Linked DNA regions of Mus musculus: region 2 is linked to region 1. A link is a contact called in public HiChIP or PLAC-seq data. All regions are on one chromosome and are shown on one strand. The core of a region is the stretch at or near the end of the contact, and the rest is flanking DNA. Distances in the headings are between cores, read along the strand shown.

What was found. HiChIP or PLAC-seq counts read pairs in DNA pulled down with a chosen protein or histone mark.
Region 2: an H3K4me3 HiChIP or PLAC-seq map of embryonic basal ganglia shows a contact between it and region 1, with 2.9 times the contacts expected there. The contact joins two enhancer-like sites. A contact is called at or near these places in 2 of 115 datasets of contacts at active chromatin or transcription factors (bone marrow-derived dendritic cells and embryonic basal ganglia) and 1 of 9 other capture datasets (embryonic stem cells).

The regions. Positions count from the first base shown.
Region 1 is chr12:116,673,932-116,681,017 of GRCm38.p6, forward strand. All of the region lies in intron 2 of Ptprn2 (protein tyrosine phosphatase, receptor type, N polypeptide 2), which reads left to right. Among named protein-coding and RNA genes, the nearest start is that of Gm31336, 80 kb to the right of the region's middle. Within about 2 kb of position 3,965, at least 52 of the 459 cell types and tissues checked have an H3K27ac peak or open chromatin away from gene starts, as enhancers often do. A contact at or near this core is called in embryonic basal ganglia, where this site is marked.
Region 2 is chr12:117,210,895-117,217,980 of GRCm38.p6, forward strand. Ptprn2 (protein tyrosine phosphatase, receptor type, N polypeptide 2) reads left to right here. Exons shown (of 23, transcript NM_011215.2): 15 at 962-1,109. Among named protein-coding and RNA genes, the nearest start is that of Mir153, 36 kb to the right of the region's middle. Within about 2 kb of position 4,242, at least 12 of the 459 cell types and tissues checked have an H3K27ac peak or open chromatin away from gene starts, as enhancers often do. A contact at or near this core is called in embryonic basal ganglia, where this site is marked.

The sequences.
Region 1 (7,086 bases), core at 2,715-5,214:
ATCATGACCAAGAAGCAGTTGGGGAGGAAAGGGTTTATTCAGCTTACACTTCCATACTGCTGTTCATCACCAAAGGAAATCAGGACTGGAACTCAAGCAGGTGAGGAAGCAGGAGCCGATGCAGAGGCCATGGAGGGGTGTTAGTTACTGGCTTGCTTCCACTAGCTAGCTCAGCCTGCTCTCTTATAGAACCCAAGACTACCAGCTCAGGGATGGCACCACCCACATGGGGTCCTTTCCCCTTGATCACTAATTGAGAAAAATGCCCCCACAGCTGGATCTCATGGAGGCACTTCCCCAACTGATGCTCCTTTCTGTGTGACAACTCCAGCTGTGTCAAGTTGACACATAAAACCAGCCAGTACGCATGCTTTAGTTGTTACTTACTATACTGCTAACTTTTTAAAATGAATGTTATTGGTAAATTAGTTACAAATATATCCTGTATATCAATTTAATTTTTAAAGTTTTTAAGAATTATGATGTAGATGGCTTGATCTTTTGTAGCCTTGCTCAGGCAGCCACAGCTTCTGTGCGTTCATGAGTGCAGAGGCCCTGTCGTGTCCAGAGGACACTGTTTTGTTACAATGCTTTCCAACCTCTGGTTCTGACAATCTGACCCCCTTTCCATGATGTTCCCTGACCCTTGCAGTGGAGAAGTGTGGATACAGAAGACTCATTTAGGGCTAAACGCTTACAGCACAGTCTTGAATCTGCTGCACTTTCAAGAGTTATTATTCTGCATATCAACTCTTGTCTGCTGCAAAAAGAAGCTTATCCTGTAAGGGCTAGGAGCTGCATTGATCTATGGGTATAGAAATAAGTATTTACAAGGCAGTTTTATACTATGTTCTTTTTGTAAAATAATAAGAGGTCCCACCACTAGGTGAGGAGCTATTAGTGGTTGATGGTTGTTGGTTGTTGGAGAAGGGAGAGGGAGAGTTTCCTTCTGATGCCCTTTGTAAGTTGTCCATGTCATTGATATCCCCATAACTAGACTCATGGCTAGCACTAAATTGACTCAGTAGATTTAAAAAAAAATGACATAAAGTTGGTAGGGTTATGTGGGAGGAGTGGGAGTGAGGGATGAGTCAATGCATTGCACACTTGTATGAAATTCTCAATAAATGCATAGGTTCAGAAAACTTTATTCTATAGTATGATTTTTATTTATTTAAAAACATTCAACATTACAAAGAAACCTTATTTGCTGGCAAGGCAGCTATGAGAGTCTCATCCTTGACCTAGTATTGCTTATGCCTCTATTTCCTCCATGGACAGTTAGTTGCGGTCCTGGACAAGGTCATTCCTCAGTACTGAATAATCTATTTATATATGCCTATGTCTGTATGTCACGTGTATTCAGAGGTTACAGGTTGCTGTGAGCTGCCTCATGTGGGTACTGAGGACTGAACTCAGATCCTCCATACAAGTACTATGCATGCTTACCTCTGAGCCATTTCTCTAGATTTGTGCTGAATGACTCTTGTCAGGTCCGTAAGTGGATGTTTCATTGCTGATCACTGATCATTCTTTGGTGATAACTGATCATTTACTGGTGGTAATTAAGCACATGTTTGCTTCTTTTTGTGCTGCTGGCCCCTTTAACAGGCCTACCTCATCTTAATTGTTAACTTGATTTATTTTTTAGGAGGAGCAACCTAAGGACCTTTTGAAAATTTAGATTTTTATGTGATATTTAGTAAAATATTTTGTGCCCTCAAACTGGAAAAGCCCTTGGTCCTGAAGGCTTCCTATGCTGTGTTTCTTTGGCTCTTGGTTTCTCTTTCTGTTAAAGGCAGAACTCAGTCTCAGTCATCTTCCTTCTCTGTTTGCCACTCTGCACCCATGACCTTCAGTTTAAGTATAGTAGTGGGGCCCGAGCAACACAGGGGCAGCTTTTTTTTTTCTCCATGTCCAGACTTGCCTCTTTTCTATTGCCCACACACAGCATCTATAGTCTTATGTTGGTGTTGTTTCAGCATGTCTGAATTTATGTGTGCCTGCTTTTGGTGTGTATATATGTACATGTATGTACAAGTGTGTAAGGGTGCATTGGTGTTCATATCCATGCAGAGGAGGACAGAGGTAGACAACAGGTTTCATTTCCCAGTAGCTGTTCACATTGTTTTTTGAGACAGTGTCTCTTGCTTGCCTGGAGATTGTCAATTAGCCTAGATTGGCTAGCCTGTGAGTCCCAGGATCCTTCTGTCTCAGCCTGCTCAGCTCTGAAATTATAAGCATGGGCCACCATGCCCAGCTTTTTCATATGCGTTCAAGAAATCAACCTCAGGTCCTCATAATTTGTGTAGCAAGCATTCATCTTCCCTGGTCACAATTTGTGTTTATTTATGATTTATTTTTGTTCTTGTATAGACAAAGGCATATTCAGGCCTGACATTTCTGAGTCATCAGAATGAGCAGACAGCCTCGAGACTTTGCTACCTCTTCCAGCTTACAATGGAGTGAGTGTCTGTGCTCATCTGGTAGTTCCTGGCTGGGTATCCTGCCTTCCCTAACCACTGTGCTACGCTGTGGGGTTGACTGTGGCATTGTGCTCCTAGACCACAAGCAGAAACGTCCTGTCTTCTTCTTGTGTTACAGAGTTCTTATCTTAAAAATATGCTTCATGACAGCACATGAGGATAAGACTGGCAGTGTGGGCCAGGTCTGGGTCTTTGTGGCTGAGGCAGGGCCTCAGGATATTCCTGTTGCCTTGTTCCCTGAATTCTGCTGGATGCAACTGGCTTCCTGACTCGCCATGTTCTTCACTTACGTATGAGATAGTGAAAGTTAGAAGCCAGTGCTTTTGTGTGATCTTCACCTAGAAGCTTACGTAGGTGATGACTGCTGCCTGACACATACCTGTATTGGAGACTTGCTTCATGTACTTGCTAAGAATTATGGCAGTTATCAGCCCAAGGCTAACACTGATGGGAGAAAGAAATTTAGAGATCAATACGGGCTATATTCACTTGTAAAATTCAAGATTTGCTTGTTGGAGATCACGAGCAGAGGTTCTCTAGGAGTAGTTGGTAGGTGTAGCTCACGGGTCTGCCTCATCACGTGTATCCTCTTGGTGTCGCCCAGCTGTCTGCATGGTATGTTCCTGTGGGAGCTGGCCTTGTGAAGTGATGTACACTGCAAGAATTTGTCCTGTAGACCCAGGGAACAAGACAAATGGCAAAGAAAAAGGCCTAGAGCAGGAGGGCCCTGGATATTATTATAGCCCTGCCCACCAGGATTTCTGCCATATAGCCCCACTTACCAGGCTTTTGCCTCGCCCATTTTTCTTAGCTCTGCAGTGACACCATGTTTCCTAGATGCTGCTCCTTCCTGAGTTTAGCCCAGTATTTTGACTCCTCTTGGAAACTTGTGGAAGTGAACATCTAATTCAGAGATTCAGCATTAATCTGGAATACATATGGAGAAACTAGAGACCCCTGCTGCATCTATACTGTTGGCCAGAGTTCCTCAGACACCAAGTCAGCTCTGTTCATCTCTACCCTAACACTATTGTTTTCAAGTCCCAATTGTGAGGGGGAAAGAATTCCTCAGAAAATGGTAGGCTCTGGCAATAGAAACATATCTAGAACTCAGGGAAAGAACACCTTATTCCAAGTCCCATGTTCCATACCAATATATTTGGCTGCTTTTAAAGTTATTTCTATCTACAATAGACCTGGAAACAGAACTCAGTTGAATGACATTGTATTTGTTTTGTTTTGTGACCACATGCAAAGTAAAATAAATCCAAGAATGCAACCTTGGCTGTAAAAGAACTCTGATTCTAGTAGGAACATGTCCTGAGTTGAGTCCCAGCAAGTGACAGGAGAACACGCTCTTAGTCTTACTGCCCTGTGCTCTCAAACAGTGTGTGTTCTGGGAGATGGAGTTGCAGCTGCCATGCTGTGTTCTGGGGAAATGAGGAGAGATGTGAGGCTTGTTCAAGGGTTGCCATGGTAATTCCTCATTATCTTCAAGATGCAGAGAGGCTTGTGTGCTGAGGATTGACAGTTTATGACTGTGCAGCAGCTTCTTCTGATGATTCTGTTTGAGTGTGTGCCTGCACATGCTGCACTGCCTGTGTGCATGCGCCTGTGCACGTGTACTGCACACACAATTCTACTCATGGTGTGCTTTAACCACACATGTATACATGTGCTGTTTCCTAGAGGAGCAAATGTGTTTCTCAGCTTTGTGGCCGATTCAACAGAAATCCGAGTTTCTTCCTTTGTAGAAGAAAGGGAGCAGCAAAAAGGGGGAGAGGAGGGAGGAGCAGTGAGAAGGGGAGAGGAGGGAGGAGCAGTGAGAAGGGGAGAGGAGGGAGGAGCAGTGAGAAGGGGAGAGGAGGGAGGAGCAGTGAGAAGGGGAGAGGAGGGAGGAGCAGTGAGAAGGGGAGAGGAGGGAGGAGCAGTGAGAAGGGGAGAGGAGGGAGGAGCAGTGAGAAGGGGAGAGGAAGGAGCAGTGAGAAGGGGGAGAGGAGGGAGGAGCAGTGAGAAGGGGGAGAGGAGGGAGGAGCAGTGAGAAGAGGAGAGAAAAGAGGAGCAGTGAGAAGGTGAGAGGAAGAGGGAGCAGCAAGCAGAACAGAGAAGGGAAGGAAGGAAGACAACACACCCAGGATGTCTGATGATCTCAAATCCCCAGTCTCCAGAGGAGCTGGGTGCATATGTCCAGCTTGGCTCTCTTGTTGAGCTCATAGGTTACATGACAACAGTTCCACTAATAGGAATTCTTATTCTGATGTCTCTGAGGACAATTTTCCACATATGTGTGTATTTTCTACACTTTTACATTTGAGATTTGTATAGATTATGTTTGAAGAGTGAAGGCTAATTACTAAGGTAATTTTGGAAAAACACCCATATAGACTACTTCGGTGTGCAGATGTTTGTGTACACCAGTGTGTCATGGGAGAAGGTGGCTGTGTGAAGGGAAGTGTCGGGGAAGTGACAGAAAGTTTCCTTGGTAGACAGCAGCTGTCTGTGATCCATCAGGTAGAAGCTCCTAAGAGGGAATATATTTTGAGATTGCTGGGCCTCAATGGCCTGGCTGTATGTAAAGAGATGGTACATCAGCCTCAGTTAAGGATGGCAGCTACATAACTCCGAGTGTGCCTGGTGCCTTCCTGTCTGAGAGGGAATGATTCACACTGCCAGTGTGCAGCATTGTGTTTAATTAAACATCTCTCTTCTTTAATATGAATGCCATTATTACTTGTAAGAGTCTGTCTCTTTATATGTTCTCAGATCTAAGGAGATGCTTAAAATTGATTCACTGTTGGAAACAGAAAAGTGAGCATTCTTGTTTACACTTAAGTGTGTATCAAGTTAAGGCAAGAAAAGCCCTGTACTAGGCAGGCAGATATGTGATCGACTGCAATTAGAAACCAAGATTTTTTTTTTTTGTCATAATTGGTTTGCCTTGTGAGATCCCATTGGCTAGATGATCTTGTAGCTTTCAAAATGCCTTGAAGAAGGAAGAAATAGTTGGTATAGATAGGAAGTTTTGTCTGAAGTCTATGCATGTTTGTGCCTTTGTGTGCAAATATTTGTGTGTGAGTACAGGTTGTGCTTTTGTCTTAGCACAGTTATTTCTGCTTCAGGAGATCCACATGGCTATCCAGGGACCTTGCTCTCTGACCTCTGAGAGCCTCCCACAGAAATTCAAGTGGCACTGTGTGTGTTCTGATTTATTTATTTTTATTTTTTATTAGGTATTTATTTCATTTACATTTCCAATGCTATCCCAAAAGTCCCCCACACGCTCCCCAACCAACTACCCCTCCCACCCACTCCTACTTCTTGGCCCTGGCATTCCCCTGTACATATAAAGTTTGCATGACCAATGGTCTTTCCACTGATGGCCGACAAGTCCATCTTCTGATACATATGCAGCTAGAGACACGAGCTCTGGGGGGTACTGATTAGTTCATATTGTTGTTCCACCTATAGGGTTGCAGATCCCTTTAGCATCGTGGTTACTTTCTCTAGCTCCTCCATTGGGAGCCCTGTGATCCATCCAATAGCTGACTGTGAGCATCCACTTCTGTGTTTGCTAGGCCCCGGCATAGTCTCACAAGAGACAGCTCTATCTGGGTCAAAATCTTGCTAGTGTATGCAATGGTGTCAGCGTTTGGAAGCTGATTATGGGATTGATCCCTGAATATGGCAATCTCTAGATGGTCCATCCTTTCGTCTCAGCTCCAAACTTTGTCTCTGTAACTCCTTCCATGGGTGTTTTGTTCCCAATTCTGAGAAGAGGCAAAGTGTCTACACTTTGGTCTTCGTTCTTCTTCAGTTTCATGTATTTAGCAAATTGTATCTTATATCTTGGGTATTCTAAATTTCTGGGCTAATATCCACTTATCAGTGAGTACATATTGTGTGAGTTCTTTTGTGATTGGGTTACCTCACTCAGGATGATGCCCTCCAGGTCCAACCATTTGCCTAGGAATTTCATAAATTCATTCTTTTTAATAGCTGAGTAGTACTCCATTGTGTAAATGTACCACATTTTCTGTATCCATTCTTCTGTTGAGGGGCATCTGGGTTCTTTCCAGCTTCTGGCTATTATAAATAAGGCTGCTATGAATATAGTGGAGCATGTGTCCTTACCGGTTGGAACATCTTCTGGATATATGCCCAGGAGAGGTATTGCAGGATCCTCTGGTAGTACTATGTCCAATTTTCTGAGGAACCTCCAGACTGATTTCCAGAGTGGTTGTACAAGCTTGCAATCCCACCAACAATGGAGGAGTGTTCCTCTTTCTCCACATCCTCACCAGCATCTGCTGTCACCTGAATTTTTGATCTTAGCCATTCTGACTGGTGTGAGGTGGAATCTCAGGGTTGTTTTGATTTGCATTTCCCTGATGATTAATGATGCTGAACATTTTTTTCAGGTGCTTCTCAGCCATTCGGTATTCCTCAGGTGAGAATTCTTTGTTTAGCTCTGAGCCCCATTTTTTTTAATGGGGTTATTTGATTTTCTGGAGTCCACCTTCTTGTATACTTTATATATATTGGATATCAGTCCCCTATCTGATTTAGGATAGGTAAAGATCCTTTCCCAATCTGTTGGTGG
Region 2 (7,086 bases), core at 2,992-5,491, 540 kb after region 1:
AACTCTAAGGAAAAATAACTTCTGTGTAGAGCCCTATGGGAAAGAAAGGCAGGCCCACAGCTGTGGGTCTGAGTTCCCTGGCTCTAGGCTGATTCATGAGGAAACACTGCCCCTAAGATGGCTGTCTAACAACCATGTTTCCACATGTTGGCATATGTACTAACAGTGCACATATCTTCCATGTCAAAGTGTGTGTGTGCCTGATGGATTGGTAGCACCATTTGAGAATACCATAACTCCTCATTAAATAGGAATCCATGTGCACTCCACCCCTTGGAAAGAGGGGAAAGAGAAGCTATCTTTCTCTCCCTGAACCCCTTGGAAAGTGGCTCAATGCAGGACCTGGTGGAGGCTATGGTTCTGGTTCAGCCTCTACCCATAGGCTGTCCAGCAGGACCCTGGCTGGATACAAAGGGACTTGCCATATAAGCTGTCACTTGCAGGGATGCATCCCCAGGGTTTCTTGGTAGCTATGTATCACTATTTTCCTCTGTAACACCATTTGATGTGTGTCTTTCTGTCCCTTGATTTGAGAAGTGATGTTCTCAGGGAGGTTTTTCAAGCACATGCATCCCAGCTGCCCATGCTCATAAGCTTCCCATGGTTCCATGTGCATGTCTCCCTAATACTGCTTCTTCTTGCACCAGCACTCCTTACTCCTTAGCACAGCCACCTGGCCCCTGAGTCCTATGTCCGTTCCTCCCCATCCCAGGTGTATATGACACCCCTATAGCAGACCCCAGTACCCCAGTTGGACATATTTTCTTTGTACACTTAGCCTGTCAGGGAGCTACCTGCCTTCTCTAGATCACCCTTGCTCAAGTATACTTCATAATTACAGGCTCAGTGCTTAAGTTCAGTCCCCAAAAACAAAAGCTGGGATAATGACATACTCCATGCTTCCAGACCTGGCCTTGCCAGTCCTAGATCCCACACTCCTGACTCTGTGTGTCCTTTTCAGGCCTACATGGAAGACCATCTGAAGAACAAGAACCGCCTGGAGAAGGAGTGGGAAGCACTGTGCGCCTACCAAGCAGAGCCCAACAGCTCACTTGTGGCCCAGAGAGAGGAGAATGCACCCAAGAACCGTTCCCTGGCTGTGCTGACCTGTATGTATCTAGCTTGGGTGACCTAGCAGGGGGAGAGGAGGTGGGGACACCTGGCTGTGATTTACTCTGCCCACCATCACAGTCTGCAGAGCCCCAAGGTCTACTCCGCCTCTGTATGCAAGCCTGAGCTCCCAGACTTGTTTCTTTCTATAACTGCCCCAGCCCCAAAAGTCAGACTCCCTCTTTGGATGCCATGGTAGATCACAGAGAGTGCCTGTTGGGGACAGAGGAACCCTAGTGGGAACTATCCCTATGACTGTTTGCTCTAGTGTAGGAAACCTATGGGATCCTATGGTCTGAGAACATATGGGGCTGTAGGAACGGGCATGGTCATTAGCATAGAGTTAGGTATTCCAACTCAGTTTTAGCAGTGGTCACTGGTGTTACTGGTACAATATTGCCACAGACATGGATGGCTCACTCTACCTGGGTATCACTGTTGTCCTGAAGCCACTCCAGTAGAGAACAATTTAGTTTCCTATAATGAAAAGATATACTAGGTGGACATGCAAAATACAGAACCCCTGGTGTAGGAACTGGGTGTGTACATCTTTATAGTACCTGGCTCTCTTCCACATCACTAGCCAGGGGTATCCATATGACCTAGGGAAAGTTTGGACTTTGACTGACAATATGAGCCCACCCAAGAAAGGCCTCAGCAATCAAAGTCTTCCTATATAAATAGACACTTGACAAACATTGGTCTGTTCAGAGATGATGGATACATGTGAATAATTCAGCTACTCTTCTACCTCAAGACAAGAGGTACTTGTCCATATTTCAGACATAATGTATTTTGCTATCTCTGTTCTGAGAGCCTGGCGAAGCCATGCTGGTCTCAGGTTAGCATAAATAGAGCACAGAGAATGAAGATCCATGCTGAGATGCCAGAAAGCACCTTGTCATTGAGCCCCCACCTGGGGCTTTGCAGCCTGCAGGCCAGGGACATCTAAGGGCTCTCTTCCAAATAGCAGAATGTTATAGCATCCCCTTCAGTCAGACCTCCTTGGCTTCTCCTTAGAATAAATGCAGGGGTTTGGGCTAAGTTTCAAGTTATGTGCTAAAGTCATGCAGAGCAGTGAGCCTTTAGAATTCAGGTTACCCACCTACGTGTCAACATTTCCCAGAGAGAGAGAGGCTGGTATTCTACCCTCTGCTTCCAGGGGGTGGGGTGGGGTGTCCAAACATGTTCCCCTTAGACAGCTATGATTAGGAACTTGTAGCTTACAAGTTTTATATTTAGAAGAAAAGCAACATAGAGCAGGTCCCACCAACAGCCAGGCTTTGTTAAACACCAGCCATGTCAGAGACTATTGACAGGTGCTAAGATGCCTGAGTACCAAGCCACTGTCCCTGTGCTATGGTAGAGTTGTGATGGATAGGGTAAGTTGGGGCCAGGGAGCTGGGCTGGATAGAAATGGGATGAAGGCATCTGACTGTGCTTCAATTTGAAGTCCGCTCCTCAGAACATGCCCTCCCCTAAGAGGCTGGCACAGGCAAACAGTTGGTACTACTATGGTAGCCAAGGGGAGGACCAGGGGCCCTTGGGCCTCTGTGACAGACAGATGTTCATCCCTGTCTGTCCACACTAGAGTGAGGCAAAGAGAAAAATGCTTCCAGGAATGCCAGGAACATGATTGGTACCAACTCCTGGTGCCAACCAATAGGACTCTGCCACCCAGCTCTCAGCTGCACCGAGTGTGAAAAGAGTGAGTCATTGGAGGCCAGGGTCACTAGGGGACTCAGTTTCTCCAGCTACCAGAACCCTGGCCTTAAGCATTAGGGACAAACCATTGAGCAGTGCCCTCTAGCTGTGGCTTGCTGACCTCTGTCCCAAACTCTGGGGAACACCCTTCTCCTATCCTGCTTTGCTATCTCTCATTAAAGGAACTGGCCCTGCCACAGAGCCAAAGAATGCTGAGAAGGGTTTTTCTCATGTTGCTCTGTTTATAAGCGTGCATGCTGAAAGCCCACCACAGGAGCGTGAGTGGCAAGATGGGGATTCAGTTCCTCAGCCCTCTGTACTTCCTGTTGGGGTGTCCTTTGGCATGTAGGCACAAAACAGAGCTGTCTTTCACTCTGGATGGGTTGCTTTGTCTCCTTTCTGTGACAGTCTCCGGTCTCTTTCATCTCTTACTTTCATCCAGGCATTCAGGCCCCCAACCTCCTGATCGCCCCTGCTCCAGCCTTGTAGTTCACACCCTCACCTATGCCTGTCATCCTTCCTAGTAGCCCCCTATGCTTGCTACCTGTCCCCATGCTTTGCAAGCTTGTCCCACTCCTCTGCCCTTGAAGAGTCCCTCACACCCTTTCTACCCACTGCTTCTTTGCTGGTGTGGTTCTGTCAAAACCCAGCCAAGGCAGTCCAGCACTGGGCCAGTGAGGTGGCAAGGGGCGTAGCAGAATCACAAGTAGGAAGGCCAGGGACCGGGTCCCCATAGCCCAGCCTCTCCAACAACACCATCAAATTCTCAAAGAAGCCGCAGCCCACACTCTCTAGGCACCAGGCCAGCGTGTGACTGTATCTAGTTGCATTCTTTTGGAACTTTAAAGAATCCATAGGCAGTTTTTGTGCATAGTTACAAAGAATTATGCAATACTTTGTTGGTCTGATTTTTTAGATCACCAGCAGGAATATAATGCTGTTTTGGCACACTATATTATAAATAAATGGAAAGAAAATTTTGTATCTGAATTATGATGAGAGAGAGAGGGGCAGAGAGAGAGAGAAAGAGAGACAGAGAGGGGGAAAGGGAGAGAAGGAGGGAGAGAGAGGGAGATGGAGAAGGAGAGAGAGAGAGAGATTAATTGATTGATTGATTCTGAAGCCATAAGCAAGAATACTTCTTGGCAAAAAACCAAAGAGAACAAAGAGTTGGATACACAGGTGTGTGGCAAGGTCTAGAATACAGAGTACTCTCCTGTCTCATACCTGTGTAGTGTTGAGAAGCAACTTGCTATCCTAGGGGGTGAGCTGATGTGATGTGTAGCCAGCGTGCTCCCTATGATAGAAGGAAATCCTCCCAGGTGCTCCTTCCCTCTTCAGTCCTAGGTTTCCTACACAGAGAGAGTACTCATCTACATTTGTATGGGACTCACGTGGCCATGCTGGATCACTTCCAAGTTGCCATCAGAATCCAAGGATGTTTCCTTACCAGTGGCTGTGAGCCCCGAGGTGCCAGCCCTGCCCAACCATCCATGCTTAGTGAGTTATATCAGAGGAACTGTACTCAGCCTTCTCTCTAGCAGAAGGAACTTTGTTAAATCTCGGAGACTCTGCCCTGTGTCTGTCTTAACACGCCACCTCCTCTCTTGGATTTTACTGCCTGCTCTTTTACGTTTCTTACATCTTCAAGTCATTGGTCAAGGAGAGTCAACATGGCATCTTCTGTGCTGGCTGAGATCCATCGGGTGTCCTCTGGGAGAGGTCCGGTTGATGAGCCTAAGCCTGCAGTCTAGCAATGTGAACCACTCCCAGACCCTGGCAGCTCTAGCTTGAGCTGTCTAAGCACTCACAACCAGCATGCAACCAAAGCTAGCTATGCATTGCCTTTGTCTTTCTAGTGATAGCGGTGCTTGTCTTGGAGCTGTCTCTACTGCAAGTGGAGGAACTTGCACTAAAATGGTTGTATAACCTGCCCAGGGTAGAAGCCAGCCTTTACCCTCAGATAACTGCTTACAGAACTGACCCATCATAGCACGCATGCTGTTTCCCAGGAACTCTCCTTACAGTGCTTGGCAAGGTACCCCCAATCTTCCCAATACCATTTTTAAAGCCCCCTGTTGAAACACTTGGCAGTAACCCACAAACTGGCTCTGGGCTCAGCCACTGCCACTTAGCATAATTCTGGGCCAAATAATGACTCTATTTTAGACATTAAGATATAAAAATATATTGGCCCACATTTAAAAAATAAGGGCCTTTTACCCATAGCTGCAATTCTGTTATTACATCATGACCTGATGATGTCACATCACTAATGTCATCTGACCTTATTGGCTCACTCAGGCTATAATAGCTAATGAGCGACTTACATGGCAGTGGCTTTTTCTTTCCCTGTACTGGGGCCTTGACATCCCCAGTCGAGGAAGGGTCAGCATGACAAGGTCCTACTGTGGCCACTCCTTGGCTCATAGTGTCTAAGACTACAGTCTCCTGTGTTAAGGGATGCCACCATCTGAAGCAAGGCCCAATGCTATGACCTTACCACTACTAAGCTACCATTTCGAACATCCTGGCAGTCATGGTCTCAGATTTTGGAAGGCAGATAGCCAGAACTCATTGTATGAACCCCCAAGGACGTGGCCTGGTCCAGAGCTAGCCTCAGTGTTTAAGAATCCTTGATATACCCATCACGTGCATCTGCCATTTGTTTTACTCTGTCTTAATCAGGCCTCCATCATAGCTCACAGCCCTGCTTTTGTTCCCTACATGCCCCTGGCAAAGCAGTTATTGCAGTGACCACCTCCCTTACCAGGTGATCATGAGGCTTCCACACAGGAGCCTGTCTGAGAGCTGTATAGACCCACAGGAAGCTCACCTGACTCCTCTCCAATGTTGTTACCCAGCCTAAAAGATGAGCCTGGCCAGCAGCACACCCCCACAGAGCTACAGAGAGCACCATGTTCTGTAATCTCAATGTACAGAGTCTCCCATCCCTATATGTTCTTCCTCATCACTTTCCTGCCTCCATCCCCACTCAGCTCATCCTTACTGGCTCTATAGGTTAGGCTTCCAAAGATTATAGCTAGTGGTGGCCTTTCATTGGAAATCAAGCTAACCCTAAAGGAGTCCCAGTCAAGACCACACATGCTGTCAGAGTACCTGTGATCCCTAGGCAGCAGGCAGCTCAGGACAGAGAGGTATCCACTGTCTGGTAGCTGAATATCTAGTGCTTGTTCCTTGTCATCTGGCTCGGGGGCAAGAGAACAGTCTCCCGTACAAGGGCCGTGTTTTAGGTCTTCATGAGACAAATGCAAGTGAACTACAGATGGGAAAGGCTCCTACCAGGCTGAGTCTGGGAGGCCACGATGGAGTTATGGCCCATGGTGAGGCAGCCAAAGAAGCCAGGCATAGGAGGTGAGGATGGTCAGCTACAGGGACTTTGCAAGTTTGAAGAAGACCATTTTAGCCTTCTGGCCTCTAGAGGTGAGGGCTGTCAAGTCCAGTCATTGAATGCTTCAACGTTGTGGAAGTTGTCACATCAGCGCAGATAGCTTGCACACTGAAGATGAATCAGCTCAGCGCACCAAGACCCACCTTGGGGATGGACCCACACTGCAGGCACCTCTGCCACAACTAGCAGAAAAGGGTGGTAAAAATACCCATTTGTGGAAATGTTCTGCTGTTCTTCCTGAGGAAATGGAGGGAAGGTAGCTAGTGGGATTGTTTCCTCGATTGGGAAGCAGCCTCGTCCATCCGTGGTTTGGTGTCACTAAGGGAAGAACTCAGCTTTTTCGCTTGTACTTTTGCATATGATAACATTAGACACTGACTCCACTACGAAGTTCTGGGTCATGGCTCCTGTGCACACCCTCAACAGATAGGATCTCTACCCCTGCTCTGCCCTGTGTCATCAAAGACCACTGCTTCTCTGGTTGTTTTGTTTTGAGACAGGATCTCCCCCCATGTAACTGCGGCTGGCTAGGAACTTGCTATGTAGACCAGACTAGCCCGGAACACAAAGAGATCTTCCTACCTCTCTGCCTCCCCAGTGTTTGGATGAAAGGCATGCACCACCTGCTTGGCCTGGCTGCTGCTTCTGGGTCAAATGCATCTATCATGCTGTGGTTCAGCTCCTCGGTGGCAGAGACCATGGCCTCCTTTCTGAGAGCCCCTGCAGAAAGATGCACCTCTTCCTGGCTGTGAGATCGCTGGTCCTTTTGGTTCTTTGATGTTCTTCCACAAATGCTCATTGCAGGTTAAGTCTCTGAGTTAAGTGGGGGTAGTTCTTCCTGTGCTTTTCTGGAACCATCT